2 separate regions of the Mus musculus genome follow, and region 1 is linked to region 2. Evidence: chromatin contacts called from public HiChIP or PLAC-seq data. All regions are on one chromosome and are shown on one strand. Each heading gives the region's core, a stretch centred on a gene start, on an enhancer-like site or on the middle of the called end of the contact. The rest is flanking DNA. Distances are from core to core; before and after follow the strand shown. Region 1 holds the start of Dap3 (death associated protein 3). Region 2 holds the start of Gon4l (gon-4-like (C.elegans)).

Evidence for each region. HiChIP or PLAC-seq counts read pairs in DNA pulled down with a chosen protein or histone mark.
Region 1: a contact with region 2 is called in an H3K4me3 HiChIP or PLAC-seq map of embryonic stem cells, with 20 read pairs. The contact joins the promoter of Dap3 here to the promoter of Gon4l in region 2. A contact is called at or near these places in 1 of 484 Hi-C or Micro-C datasets (B cells), 3 of 115 datasets of contacts at active chromatin or transcription factors (effector CD8 T cells, embryonic stem cells and memory CD8 T cells) and 1 of 9 other capture datasets (adipose tissue).

The regions. Positions count from the first base shown.
Region 1 is chr3:88,945,562-88,952,024 of GRCm38.p6, forward strand. It overlaps Dap3 (death associated protein 3), which reads right to left and starts at 4,721. Exons shown (of 13, transcript NM_022994.3): 1 at 4,307-4,721. The coding sequence starts at 4,309. It also overlaps a transcript of Ash1l not described here.
Region 2 is chr3:88,832,602-88,839,916 of GRCm38.p6, forward strand. It overlaps Gon4l (gon-4-like (C.elegans)), which reads left to right and starts at 2,630. Exons shown (of 33, transcript NM_001242372.1): 1 at 2,630-2,695; 2 at 4,389-4,919. The coding sequence starts at 4,415.

The DNA of each region.
Region 1 (6,463 bases), core at 3,471-5,970, 120 kb after region 2:
CCAGCTTCCCTATCACCTGCAGGGATCCAAGGCTCTTTTGCTATACAGGAAAACTACAGCCCACAAGCATCACTTCCCAAGATGTTTACTGACTACTAACTTAGGTTTTACATGAAATTTGAGAAATAGTGCAGTCATTAATTTCATGATAAACTTTGAAATACATATTCAAACTATAATAAAGACCTGTATTTTATTTTTCTACTGAGCTGTTTTGAGGCAGTCTCATATAGCTCAGGCTGTCCTCAAGCTTGCTATGTAGCCAAGTATGGCCCCCACCTCCCAGTACCAGGATGGTAGGTTTGTGCTACTAAGGCTGCTAAGAGATATTACTTTAAATTCCAAACTTATTTAGCCCTGGGATCCCTTTACTGCAAGGAGTAATGATACCACTGTTGTAGATTATAGTGGAGGAGGCAGCTATAGGGCATGGGTGTAGCTGAGAGTATGATTCAAAACTCTTGGTCACAGGCTGGAACAAGGTTCTACATACTCCACTTGTTATCCTTTTTACTTAGTTCTCTTGGACTTCGTTAAGCTGGGTCATAATGGCCCACACCTTTTATACCAGCATTTGGGAAGCAGAAACAGGTGGATCTCTGTGAGTTTAAGGACAACTTGGTCTACAAAGTGAGTTCTAGGATAGCACTGAGTGAAACCCAATCCCAAAAGAGCAAACCAAACCAGGGCTGGGGAGGAGCTCAGGTCATACAGCACTTGCATAGCAAGAACACAGCTCCGGGCTCCATCTCCAGCATTTCATAGATTGGGTACAGGGATGTCCACTGTAAACACAGTGCATTAAAGGTGGAGGCAAGATGACCAGAAGTCATTCATCCTCCACTGTACAGTAAGTTCAAGGCTAGCCTATACTCTGTGAGACGGTTACCAAACCAAACCAAACCAACCTATACTAAATTACATTTTGTTTGGCTTTTATCTTAGTGGTGTTAGAGATCAACTCAGGGCCTGGTACATGTTAGACAAATGCTCTACTACTAAAAGACACCCCAGCTAGTTAGCCAGCTAGCTCACTCTCTGTCTGTCTGTCTACCTATCCATCTGTAAAGTCTCACACTCATATAGACTGGTCCTGAACTCTCAGAAATCCTCCTGCCTCCCGAAGGCTGAGATTTCAAGTATGAGCCACAACACTTAGGTCCAAATTACATTTTCAATATCATTTAAAATACTTTTTTAAAGGAAATATTTATTTTATGTTTATCTGAGTACACTGTTGCTGTCTTCAGACACACCAGAAGAGGGCATTCGATCCAATTACAGATGGTTGTGAGCCACCATGTGGTTGCTGGGAATTGAACTCATGACCTTTGGAAGAGGAGCCAGTGCTCTTAACCCCTGAGCCATCTCTCCAGCCCCTTTAAAATACTTTTAAGAAAAAAACCAACAACTTGCAAGAACAGCCAGGTGTGGGGATGTACATGTAGGTCTTTAATCTGTGAGTTCAAAGCCAGCCTGTTTTCTACACAGCAAGTTCCAGGCCACATAGTACTACATGGAGAGACTCTGTCTCAAAACAACAACTACATAAGTAGAAAATACAATCACATTGATGAACCAAATAATTGCACAGAGCACTATTTCTGGGGCAGGGAACTGGGCTGGCAGTAATGGGGATCAAATCCAAGGCCTTGTTATATTAAGTCGGCACTCAATTGTGTGGACTGAGAAAGACTGTATGGAAATTAGTGAAGACTAGTTGTTTCCATTAATTTCATTAGGGAAAAGGACAGCTTTGGCTGGAAACTATGACTCAGTTATCAAAGTGCTTGTCATTAAAATGTAATCCTAGACATATAAAAAGCCAGGCATGGCGGTAGATACTTTATAATTCCAAGACTGGGTAATGTGGAGACAGTCAGGCCAGTAACTAATCAAATCCAGCTCACCTGAGTTCTAGGCAGGCAGCTACTTCAGAAAACAACAACAACAACAACAACAACAACAACAACTACTGACCTGGTATAAAGGCACACACCTTTAAATCCAGCACTGGAGGCAGACACAGGGGAATCTAAGTTCAGCCTGGTCTACAGAGTTCCAGGGATACCAGGGCTACACAGAGAAACCCAAAACAAACAAAACAGGAATAACTAGTAGACTAGCTCCTCAATAGTGGCATTTAAAGTTGACCTCTGGCACCCCAAGAGTGTGCATGCACATGTGCACAGCACAATCAAACATATTTATGCTACATTTTTTGCTCCTACTCGCCCAGGTTTGGGTTCCTGGAGAAACACTGGGACTACAGAAGGAAAATTAATGTGCCTCACCCCATCTCCTGCACCCATGCAGGGGCTCACAATCTTAGGTGACCCAACACCCTCTTCTGGCCTCTGGGGGCAACACACACACACACAGGATGCACAGACATACATGTATACAAAACACCCATATATACACACACACATACAAATAAAGAATTTTTACTACGAAGGCAGTGTGATATAGGGGAAAAGTTAGGAAACTAAAGTCTAAAGATCAAGTTACAGATTTCTTTGAACTTCAAGCTTTGCTTGGAAAAGGAAGAGTCTCCCTGTTGTAAGGGTTCAACAGGAACAGTACAGAAGTCCGTCAGTGCTCTTCAGACTAACTTTCTCTCACCTGCCCCCCACCCCAACCCCACTGTTGTTCTGAGACTGTCTCACGGAACTCAGGCTAGTCAAGACTTTGCTGCATAGCTGTGGATGACCTCCAAGTTTCCATCCTCCTGCCTCCACTTTGTGGAGTGTTGAGATTATAGCTTCAAGCTTTCTAGTCCTAGTATTTAAGTATGTGACACTGATTTTAACATTTCCATGTCCTTTGAGATAGACCCTGTAAATCAGTCGGACAGTCTGCACACATGCAAGCACACACCTATACAAAGTTGCACACAGGAAGCTACTGAAGAAAGATTCCTGCAACCCTGGGTAGACTGCATGGGCTTGGTTAGCAAAAGTAACTTCACAGCTAGTCAATTAAGGCTGATTGTCTCTTTAACTCAAAGAAGGAAACACAAAGATAATCAATCCCCAATGCATACAGCCAATAGGGAAAGGTTGGGTTATCTGAAAACCAGGTATGGGTTCATGCCTATAATCCAACCTCTAAAGAGGCTAAGACAGGATGACTGTCAGAGTTTCAGGCAAGCTTGGGCTAAAGAGTGAGACTGTCAAAACAAACAAATAAACAACCACTCAAAAGACAATTTAACCCCTATTCCAAAAAAAGACTGAATATTAATTGAATGGGTTCTGGAGATGAATGGAACGCAGTAATGTTTAAATTTCCCCTGAATCACAAAGGTAAGAATTCACAGATAAGAAAGGAAACTTAAGGTGCCATTCCTCTAAAATTTTGCTTTGCTTTTTGTGGGAGACTAAAAATGAGTAGATCAAACGTTGGGGTTTTAACATCACATGCCCTGAATTCACTCATCCAATGTCAACACGGAAACAAATACTAGCAGCCAATGAATGCCATAGGTCTGGTTTAACTAGCAATTTAGATGAATAGAACACAAACTACCAATTACACCTACAAATCTTATCAACATCAACAGCACTGTAAATGATAACAATAATACTCCGCATTTTCCCCGTACCCAGGAGCTAATTCTGCTTTACATATATGATCTCATTATTTCATACTCCAACCCTGAAGGTATATTTTGGGGTTAGCTAATTTTTACTACCAGCATCTCATAAATAACTTGGAAAAATTTGAAGGCCTAAAAGATCAAATCCAGAAATAAAATCTCAGTGCATAGTTTCATCCCCTCACACACTCAACCTGCGGGTGGCGACCCGAGGAGAGGTCTAACAACCCTTCACAGGGATCCCATATCAGATATCCTGTATATCAGATGTTTACATTAAGATTCATAACAGCAAAATTACAGTTACGAAGTAGCAACAAAACTAATTTTATGGTAGGGAGTCACCATGTGGAACTGTACTAAAGGGTCGTAGCATTAGGAAGGCTGCGCGGACCACTGCTCTAACATCAGGCTGCCAGTTGCAAACCGAGTTCGCACAATCTTTGAGAAGTGCACAAGGATCACACAAGCATCACAGAGGATAGGTACCCTCTGGGACTTTAACAAGGTTAAACTACATTAACATATTAACAGCCGTTCTGTCCGTTCATCCTCCGGTCCCAGGTCCGCAGCCCCGGGTCTGAAGGATGCCCTCTTGGAGGATCACCGACACTGCTGCCCTCATTCCCTATCTCGGGGCAGTTCAAATACACGCTCCTTTCCCTCCTTCATCATTGCATCCCCTGTGTGGCTCAGTCCCCTTACCATGAGTCCAACACTAGGACTCCTGCTCCGGTGACCCGCACACACCGCCAGCGGCTGGATCCCAGGCACCCGTCCTGCAGTTGTGAAGCAAGCTCGGGTCGTGTGGCAGGAAGCTACCCAACGCGCAGTCGCCGCGGCTGCAACCACAGCCCAGCGGAGGGGCACCGCGCCACCCGCCCCGCGGCCGGAAGCGGGCAGCAAGCCTCGGCGTCGCGGTGGCCCGTCCCAGGAGGTCCGCGCCTAGGTACCTTCGCTCGCTCTTCAAAACATTCCGGTCACCGTGGCCAGCCTCGTCTGCGCGGGCGTGCCCGCTTCTCCCCGGCCCCAGCAGGGGCGCGCAATGGAACGTCCCGCGGGGGGGATTGTGGGAGGCGCACGTTCGAGGGGTGGGGGCGAAGGCGGCGGCAGCCGTGGCTGCCGTTGGTAGCCGTGGGGGCGGGGAAGAGAGGGAGGCGAGCCGAGGAGGAGAAGGAGGAGGAGGAGGAGGAGGAGGGAGGAGGCTCGGGCTCGCGCCAAGGAAGGTACGCGTGAGGGCCGAGAGGGAGTCGGGAGCGCGCGAGCCGGAGGCCCCAGAGCGAGCGCGTCGGTGCTGGCGGCGCGGGGCGGCCGGAGGCGGTGGTTGGAGGGCGCAGCTCGCGACCAGTCCGGACCCACTCGGAAGCGTGCGGGCGGGCGTGCGCGCTGCGCGGCCGGAGTCGGGTGAGGGAGGGAGGGAGGGAGGGAGGGAGGGCGGCGGGGAGAGCGCGCGGAGGGAGGAGTGGGAGGCGGGAGGGGGGGCACGCGGCGCCCTTCGCTGGCTCGCTCGCTCCCTCCCTCCCCAGAGCCGCCGCCGCCGCCGCCGCTGCCGCCGCCGCTGCCGCTCCCGCCGCCATTTTGGGTTCGCTTTGCGGAGGGGGGAGACGATCCCGGTCTCGGTTGCCGGACCCGCCTTCTCTCGGTTTCCCCTTTCCCGACCTACGCCTTTGGCTTCTCCTCTCTCGCGTTTCCGCCGGTCCGCTTACCCGCTGGCCGCCTCCTGACAAGCGGGAAGGGTTACAGTGTGGAGCCAGGGAAGCCGAGGCGCCAGGCTGCCACCCTCTCTCTCTCCACTTGCCTGCACTCGGCGCTCTCGGCCTCGCACGGTGAGTAGTGCGGTGTGAGCAGGCCTTTGAAGGCCCCAAGTAGTCTCTCCTTGGCTACCCGGGATCCGCTGTCACCCCCCCGGACCTGGACCTCCGGGAGAGCGGGGTGAGGATGGGGGAAGGGAGAGCAGGGATAGGGATCCTGAGCTTACCGGGAAGTCCCTCTAGGCGGGGTGACGGGGTGTCCCTGACCAGCGGGCTCTTGGTTTGGGGGAGGGGGACGGGAAAGTAAGCGAGTGGAGGCGGAGTCGCTTGTGCCCCTGACAGGTTAGTTTGTGTAGTAGGCCCGATTGGAGCATCCCCCAAGATCCAGTTTATGTCTGTTTAAGTAAGGGACAAAAGTAGCAAGGGAGATGATCTTCAGCGGGTAGTTTACCTGTACAAGATCTGTGGTGTTCTCGAAAGGCGGAAATATATGCAGACATGACATAGTGATCTGAGTGTTAATAAGTTTAATAAATGTCACTGGTTAGTTTCTACTTGGAAAGAAATGTTTTGGGTCTTGAAGACCAGATGGTCTGTTGGTTTATAGCTGCTCTGTTTATATGTGTATAATTCGAGGATGGAGAGTGTTCAGGAAGAGTTTGCCTGCATTTGGGGAAGTTCCCTTTGTAAGTTAGCTTATTTAAAAACAAATGCTGGGACATGTGTTCTCTAGGTCGATAAATGTGCATGTATTTTAGCATTAGTATGATTAGTATGATAATACAGAATGCATGCTAAGATCAGGAAGGGGAGAAACTTGACATAGTCTGTGCCTTTGAATAGAGTCAGTTGTGTAAATATGAAAGCCAGACCAACATCCTCAGAGTGATCGCTATTAGGCTGAGAATAAGGGGAGATGTTTTTGACCGTGTGGATTTATAGTAGTGCATAAAGTTTTTATATTCAGAGTACTCTTTCAGTTCGTAATCCTAAAACTGTAAAAATTATAGGAGAATAGGAAATCCCGGCATAAAGAGGTACTTTTCCAAGGTCATGTGTTAAATTAGTGGCAATGTTGAGATATTTTGATTACTAATTTAGTAATGTATTG
Region 2 (7,315 bases), core at 1,380-3,879:
CGAGAGAAGACCCCGCCCACTGCCGAGTTTTTCCGAGGATGAGTCTCCGCCCATTCACAGGCTGTGGGCGATTGTGGCTAAATTTCAAAGCCCAGTAAGAAGTGTGGGTGTTTAGCTAGCTCAGTCGCACATCCCTGTGACTATAGCACTCAAGTGGGTGAGGAAGGAGAGTCAAGGACAGTCTTGGATAGGTCTCCAAATACAGAAGGGCAGGAAGATAGTCGCTTTAGCGTCTTCTGAAGCTGTAATTCTAGTTGCCTGAGTTTATATAGCTAGAAGCTGAACCTTCTGGGTCCGAGGAGTTGAGAAAAGCAAAATTCTATACTGTTTCAGTATTGATGGCTATTATTTTAGCGCACTCCTGAAACAGTAAAGGCATTTATGGAAACTGACTAAAGATTGAAACCTGGGTAGAAGCAGAAGGATCAAGAGTTTCAGGCCAGTCTGACGTGTATAACAAGAACCTATCTCAGAAAAGCAGAGACAATAATAAAGACTTAAAGTCGGCTGGGCAGTAGTGGTGCATGCTTTTAAACCCAGTACTCTGGAGTATAAAACACCAGAAAATATGCAAAATAATAATAATAATAATGATAATAATAATGAGTCGCTTCACCCTGCTGCACATGCTCGGGTGGCTCTGACTTTAGATTGAGGACATGGGAACATGTGGCCGAGGTGAGGGCTCTTTCTCGGAACCTGGCTTTTCTCCGCAGTTGGAGATTCCTTTGTCTCTGCTAATGGCCTGTCGCCTTTCTTTTCCTTTGTAGGGTTTGGGTTTTGATTCCAAGATCAGGCCAGCTGTGACCAAAAGAGCGCTTTTGGTTTCTTAATGTGACCCCCCCCCCTCCCCAATGACAGAGAAGAGAAGTTGTGATTTTTCAAAAAGACAGTCTCTCTCAACCAGGCTGCTCTGCAACTCATTTGTTTAGCCAGCCTATACTGGACTGGAAATCTCCTATTGATAGGATTACAATCTCCTATTGAGCCACCACAGCCTGTCAAGAGTAATTTTAATTACATTTATTGACAGGGTCTTGGGTAATACAGACTGACCTTGAACTTACTGTGTAGTCCAGGCTGGTCTTGAACTCCTTTCAACACCTGCCAAATGCTAGTGTTACAGTCATAGACCACTCTGCCTAAAAAGTGTATTTTTTAAGTTAGAGAAACTACTAGAAAAGATGAATGAATTGATTTTTAAAGTTTCCTGATTATTTTTCCTAAGCATAATTTGTATCATCACTGAAACTCAAAACTTTTTTTTTTTAAATTATTATACTCAATTGGGAAACTGCTTTTATACTACTTGCAAGGAAAAGACCACTGCATTTTTAGTTAACCTGGTATTTGGAGGCTAAAGAGAGATAACTGGAAATTAAAGGTTATACTACAAAAGACATGATGATTTTAAACAGGAAGGTATTCGTGGTACAGTGTACCATAGCCAACTTAAAACAAATGTCAACTCTGTATTTGTACATACATATATAAATACACACAATATGGATTCAAGTTTCCAAATTTAGGTTTTTTTTTCTTTTTTTTTTTTTTTTTTTTTTTTTGAGACAGGGTTTCTCTGTATAGCCCTGTCTGTTCTGGAACTCATTTTGTAGACCAGGCTGGCCTCGAAACCAGAAAAAAAATGAATTTTTGAACATTATGGCTCAGGCTCTTTACTGAGCACTGGGTCAATACATTAGAAGCTAGAATTGGAATAACTTATACCTGACTCCTTTTGATATTTGGGTATTTTTGTGAGTTCATCTGTCCTGTAGAGTTAGAATCTACAAACTGGAAAAAAGTGATAAAAATATTCATTGGTACACAGGATTTATTGTGGTGACCAAATTACCTAGTTTAAGAACATTTTGCTGGTTGGAGTGATGGCTCAGCAGTTAAGAGCACCCCTGACAGCTCCTGAGTTCAGTACCCAGCAACCACAAGGTGGCTCACGACCATCTGTCATGGGATCTGATGCCCTCTTCTGGGGTGTCTGAACACAGTGACAGTGAGCTAATATACGCAAAATAAATAAATCTCTTTAAAAAAAAAAAAAAAAAGAAAAAGAGAACATTTTGCAAAATAAAGACTATTATGCAGATATGAATAACTACTATACCTCGAGTTCAAATCTGGCTTTGACCTCAGCTATATGAAGCATCTCTCTGAATTTTAGGAATTCTCCTTTTCTTCCTATGTTCCAAGTATTTTGTGGGGAGGGTGATTAGTTGTCAACTTACGCTATGGAAACTATGGATTCCCCACCCCCAGGTTTTGAGTTTGGTCGGTAACTAGAGAAGAGTAGGAAGACTCCCCCAACCCTTGCCTTCCTCCCTCCTTCCCTTTCTTTCATTCTTTTTCTTTGTTTCCGAGACAGGGTTTCTGTGTGTGGCCATGGCCGTCCTAAAGCTCGTCCTGTAGACTAGCCTGGCCTCGAAATCAGGCCTACGTCTGCCTCCTCCTCATCCATCTATTTGTCATGTGTTGGGTTACTTTTTCCATGAACTGACGTACCAGGGCTGTGGCTTCACCAGGCCCTAAAACATGATGGCGCCGATCATCTGGCGCATGCTCCTTGACGCGGAGGTCCCGCGCATCGGGGGCGCGCACGTCAGCCGGTGCCGTTGCGTTACTTCCGCTGGTGCAGGAGCTGAGTTTCCGCGGGATCAGAGCGGGCCTCTGAGGGTATTTGGTAGTGTGTGGTGGGGCGGGAAGCAGCACGTTAGACGTGGGGCTCCCGGGCGGAGGGTGCCCAGGATGAGGGGCGTCTGCTCCGAGGCTGGGTGCCCGGTGCAAGAGGGGAATCGGGTAGCAGGGGTGTGCGTGCTGGTGCGGACCTGGGCTAACGTTGAGCGCTGAGGTGTCGAGAGCGGAGCTAGGAGTCCTGTGAAATGCTTGTTCAGGGGGGATCTGGGGACTGCTTGCTCGGTGCGTTCACTCACTCTTGGTAAGCCTTTCCTGGCCTTCAAGGAGCAGACTCTTGCGGGGCGGTGGTGGTTGCACGCCTTTAATTCCGGCACTCGGGAGGCAGAGGCAGGCGGATTTCTAGAGTGAGTTCCAGGGCTCCACAGAGAAACCCTGTCTCGACAAAACAAAAACACAAACAAACAACAACAAAAAAGGAGCAGACTCTTGGAGGTATGGTAGTTTGAAGCGCTTGGAGCGATCCTCTCACAGTTCTGACTGAATGGCCCCTGGCTGCCCCTCTCTCCCCGCTTCCCCTCTGCTTCCTTCTCTGTGAACCTTAGGAAGTCATCTGTGAAATAAGGAATCACCTAGGTTATCCCCACTCCCCTCCGTACTCTTTTACTCTCCTCCCCGACAGGATCAGCGAATCTTCTCTCGGTTATTGAGCTTTACGACGATAAGGACCTGGGCTCTTAGGGCGAGGGGCCTCCCTTAATGCCCTAGAGAATGTGCGTTTCGGAGGCTTAAGATTAGCTTTATAGATCAAACTCTGAGTAAGTTTTCTCTGGTAGTGTTGAGTGATCTTTCAGGCGTGAAGGTTGCCAATGAGGCTTATTCTGGTCTTGGACCTATGTCTGAAAGTAAGGATTTCCAGCATAGAAGGATGCAACGTGTGTGTGTGTGTGTGTGTGTGTGTGTGTGTGTGTGTGGGCTGGGGATGAAGTTAGAGGTAGGATGCTTGCCTTACATGCATAAAACTCTGGGTTCCTAACTTATTAAAGAGATGTGCTGAAACACCTGTCAGTGGAAGCAGCAAGATCACAACACACGATCACCCTGAGATACACAGCAGGCTGGAATTCACCTTCCAGTACCTATGGAAATGCTGCCTGTTTGGTCCAAACGCAGCCTAACTTTGTTTAGGCCCACTTTCATTCATTCATCTCTTCAGGGAAGAGTCACAGAGTGTCTACAATGCCACATAATGCTGGATAGTGGAGAAACCAGTTATGGATTCTGTTTTCTCACTGACTTGATAGCTCTGGAAGACAAGGATACTAGAAGAGTGATATTCAATGCTATAAGATTGACTTTTGAAAATTTTTCCTTGTGTGTCTGTGTGTGGGTATGTGAATGTAAGTGCAGGTGGCCAGTTCCAGGCCAGTCTGGCTTTGAACTCACAGAGATCCACCTGCCTCTTCCTAGGCTGGGAAGAGGCCTGCACTATCACATGAAGTCTGAGGTAACAGAAGCTTAAGAGATTAAGGTATCGCTTAGTCAAGGTAGCATACTGTTCAGTGTGGAGTTTGAGCTGAGCTACTGTAATGAATTTCTTATCTTCTGCTAAAAGTCCTAGGCATTCGGTGTGAAATACCATGCTCATGATTGAACTTGGGGTGCGTGAAATGGTAGTCGAGCAAATGTCACTACTGTTAACTACCACTGAAGTGATCAGGGCTTGGTTTTTATGCTTCTAGGATGGAACAGACGTGGAACTTGTAAAATGTTGCCCTGTAAGAAGAGAAGACTTTCAGTGACCGAGTCTTCTCAGCAGCAAGATGACCAGGAGGGTGATGACTTGGACCTAGAGGCAGCTGTGAAGCCAGACACGGACCAGCTCCCAGACAGCGCGTCAGAGTCCCTGTCCTGGGGTCAGAGTCAGGACAGTGCAGTGTGCCCTGAAGGGCTCTCCATGCAGGATGGAGACGATCAGCTCAGGGCAGAGGGGCTGTCTTTGAACTCGAAGATGCTGGCCCAGCATGTGAACTTAGCAGTCTTGGAAGCCGTTGATGTAGCTGTCTCTCAGGAAATCCCCCTTCCCTCCTTGGAGTCTTCTCATTCCCTTCCTGTACATGTGGATAAAGGGAGACTCCAGGTCTCTGCCTCAAAGAAAGGGAAGAGAGTTGTCTTTACACCTGGGCAGGTTACCAGAGAAGACCGAGGGGATCACCCTGTCCCAGAGGAGCCTCCTTCAGGAGAGCCTGCTGAAGAAGCCAAGACGGAAGGAGGTAAGGATGAAAGGTCTGGCTTGCCTTTTCCTTTCCTGTTTAGGTTGAACATCTCTGGTCTGAGGATCTAAATTCCAAAACGGTCTACACTTTTCTTTTGGAGTGCTAACAGGATGCTGCAAGTTTAAAATCCCATATCTGACCTTGTGGGGAACTATGTCCAAACTGCAAGGTGTCAGAAAAATATTTTATAGGACTGTCGTCAAACTGCACAAGCGCTGTACGAGAGGTTAATGAATTACAGGTTTAAGCTTAGATCCCATCTCTAATAAATCTCACGAATACACATGTTTTTATTGGACCCAAGCACCTGTAATGCACAGACAGGTAACCTGTGTGTCACTTAGTTGTGTTGTTTTGATGTTTTTTTGAGACGGGTTCTCTGTGTAGCTCTGGCTGTGTTAGAACTCTCTATGGACCAGCCTGGCCCTGTACTCACAGAGTTCTGCCTGCCTGCGCCTCCTGAATCCTGGGACTAAAGGCGTGGGCCACTATCACCTGGCTCGTCTTCTCTTTCTGTGTTGCCTTTCCGGTGAAATGTATCTGTAAAGGGAAATTGCTGTGGTTTGGGCTTGGAATTGTGAACCTTACAAGTGGGTTGAGAATTTCTTTTCCTCTCCAATTCTCTATATTCTCTTTGACCTATCCCCTCCCCATTAAAAAAAATGTATTTATATGGGTATTTCACTTGCATGTGTATATGTGCACTATGTGTGTACCTGGTGACTGTGGAGCCAGAGCAGAGTGTCAGAACCCCTGGCTCTGACATTACAAGTGGTTATGAGCCACCATGTATGGTGCTGGGAACCAAACCTGGGTTCTCTGCAAGAGCAATGATTGTTGTCAAGTTTTGAGTTGTCTCTCTAGCCTTTTCTTCCCCTTTTACTTTTAGACTTTATCCTGTATATCTGGGGAGGTGAACTGTGCACTTCATTAGTCTTGTATTCATGAAGTGGGTCTCATGGGATGAGGGCAGTAGTTTAAAGGAAGACTTTGAACATTGAGAAAGGGTTTCCAGAGATGGAGAACGCTTTGGACTGAGGGCACTGAAGGTTGCAGTTTGACAGAATGGAGCCTTGGACACCTGGAGTAGGAACAACTTGAATCGGTGGTGATGTAGTAGCTTGGAAGAAGTAGGGAAAGGTGACTTGTGAATGGCAGGTTAGGTTTCAGTTGTAGAAGAATTTCAACTTCCATACTTAGACATTGTAGTTTTTCCAGTAGGTAAACAGAGATAGCACTATTTCTAGCTTCTGTTTGTTTGCTCAGAGGTACATGGATCTATGGACGTGTACATACTAGACATGGGCTCTGAGTCATGTCCTCAGCCTCTTGTTGTTTTTATCCTCTTTTTTTTAAATTTTCTTTTGGGTTTTAGAGATAAGGTCTCCCACTGTAGCTCAGGTTAGTCTGGAACTCCCTTCGTAGTCCTGCCTGTTCCTCAACAAATGACTCTTGCCTCTCTACCTTCTGAGTGCAAAAATTATGGTTTAATTGCATATCGTGCTACCATGCCTGAAGATGAGTTTTAATTTTTTAATATTTTCCAAAATGTACATACATAAATTTTGGTTTCCTATATGTGAATTTGTAGCCAGAGTACGCACTATGTCAGAAGCCAAGGGCTGGGCCGTGTGAGTCGTGGGACCCCTGTAGGGACTCATGCTTTACATTTTCGTGGCTCTGGATTTGAACTTCAGTGGTGTATGTGATCACTCATAATCCTAAGTATTCAAGATAATTAAAATTTAGGGTATACTATTTTTATTTTTCTCTGTTTTTAAATTATGTTTTAATTTATTCTGTTTGTGCATATGTGTGTAGTGCGGTGTGTGTGTGTGTGTTCTGTTGTTCTAATGTGGGGATCAGAGGACAACTTTGGGGGTCAACCTCTCTTCTTCATCGTGTGGGTTCTTGGTGTCCAACTCCAGTAGTATGTCTTGGTGACAGGAGCTATCTCAGCTCTCCCCTTTAAATAACAGAGCAACTACACAGTGAGACCCCGTCTTAAAGCCAAACCATGTAAGGATGGTCTTGAACTTTTGATCCTCTCATATGCTGAGGTATATATGTAGGCTTGTACCTCTGAGCTGGCACAGTCCCTCCACCCCTCCGTCTGCACTAGAGAAGGGGATGGCACCATATCCCCCAGAACTGGGTCATAGAAGCTGTGAGGTGCCATATAGGAATGTCACCAGTTTCTGTCTCTCTGGGCTTTGCTGGAGCTGGCTCTCTCTTTTTCTGAGATACAGTTTCACTATAGAGCTCTCTCTCTTTTTTTTTTTTTTTTTTAAAGATTTATTTATTTATCATATGTAAGTACACTGTAGCTGTCTTCAGATGCTCCAGAAGACGGAGTCAGATCTCGTTACAGATGGTTGTGAGCCACCATGTGG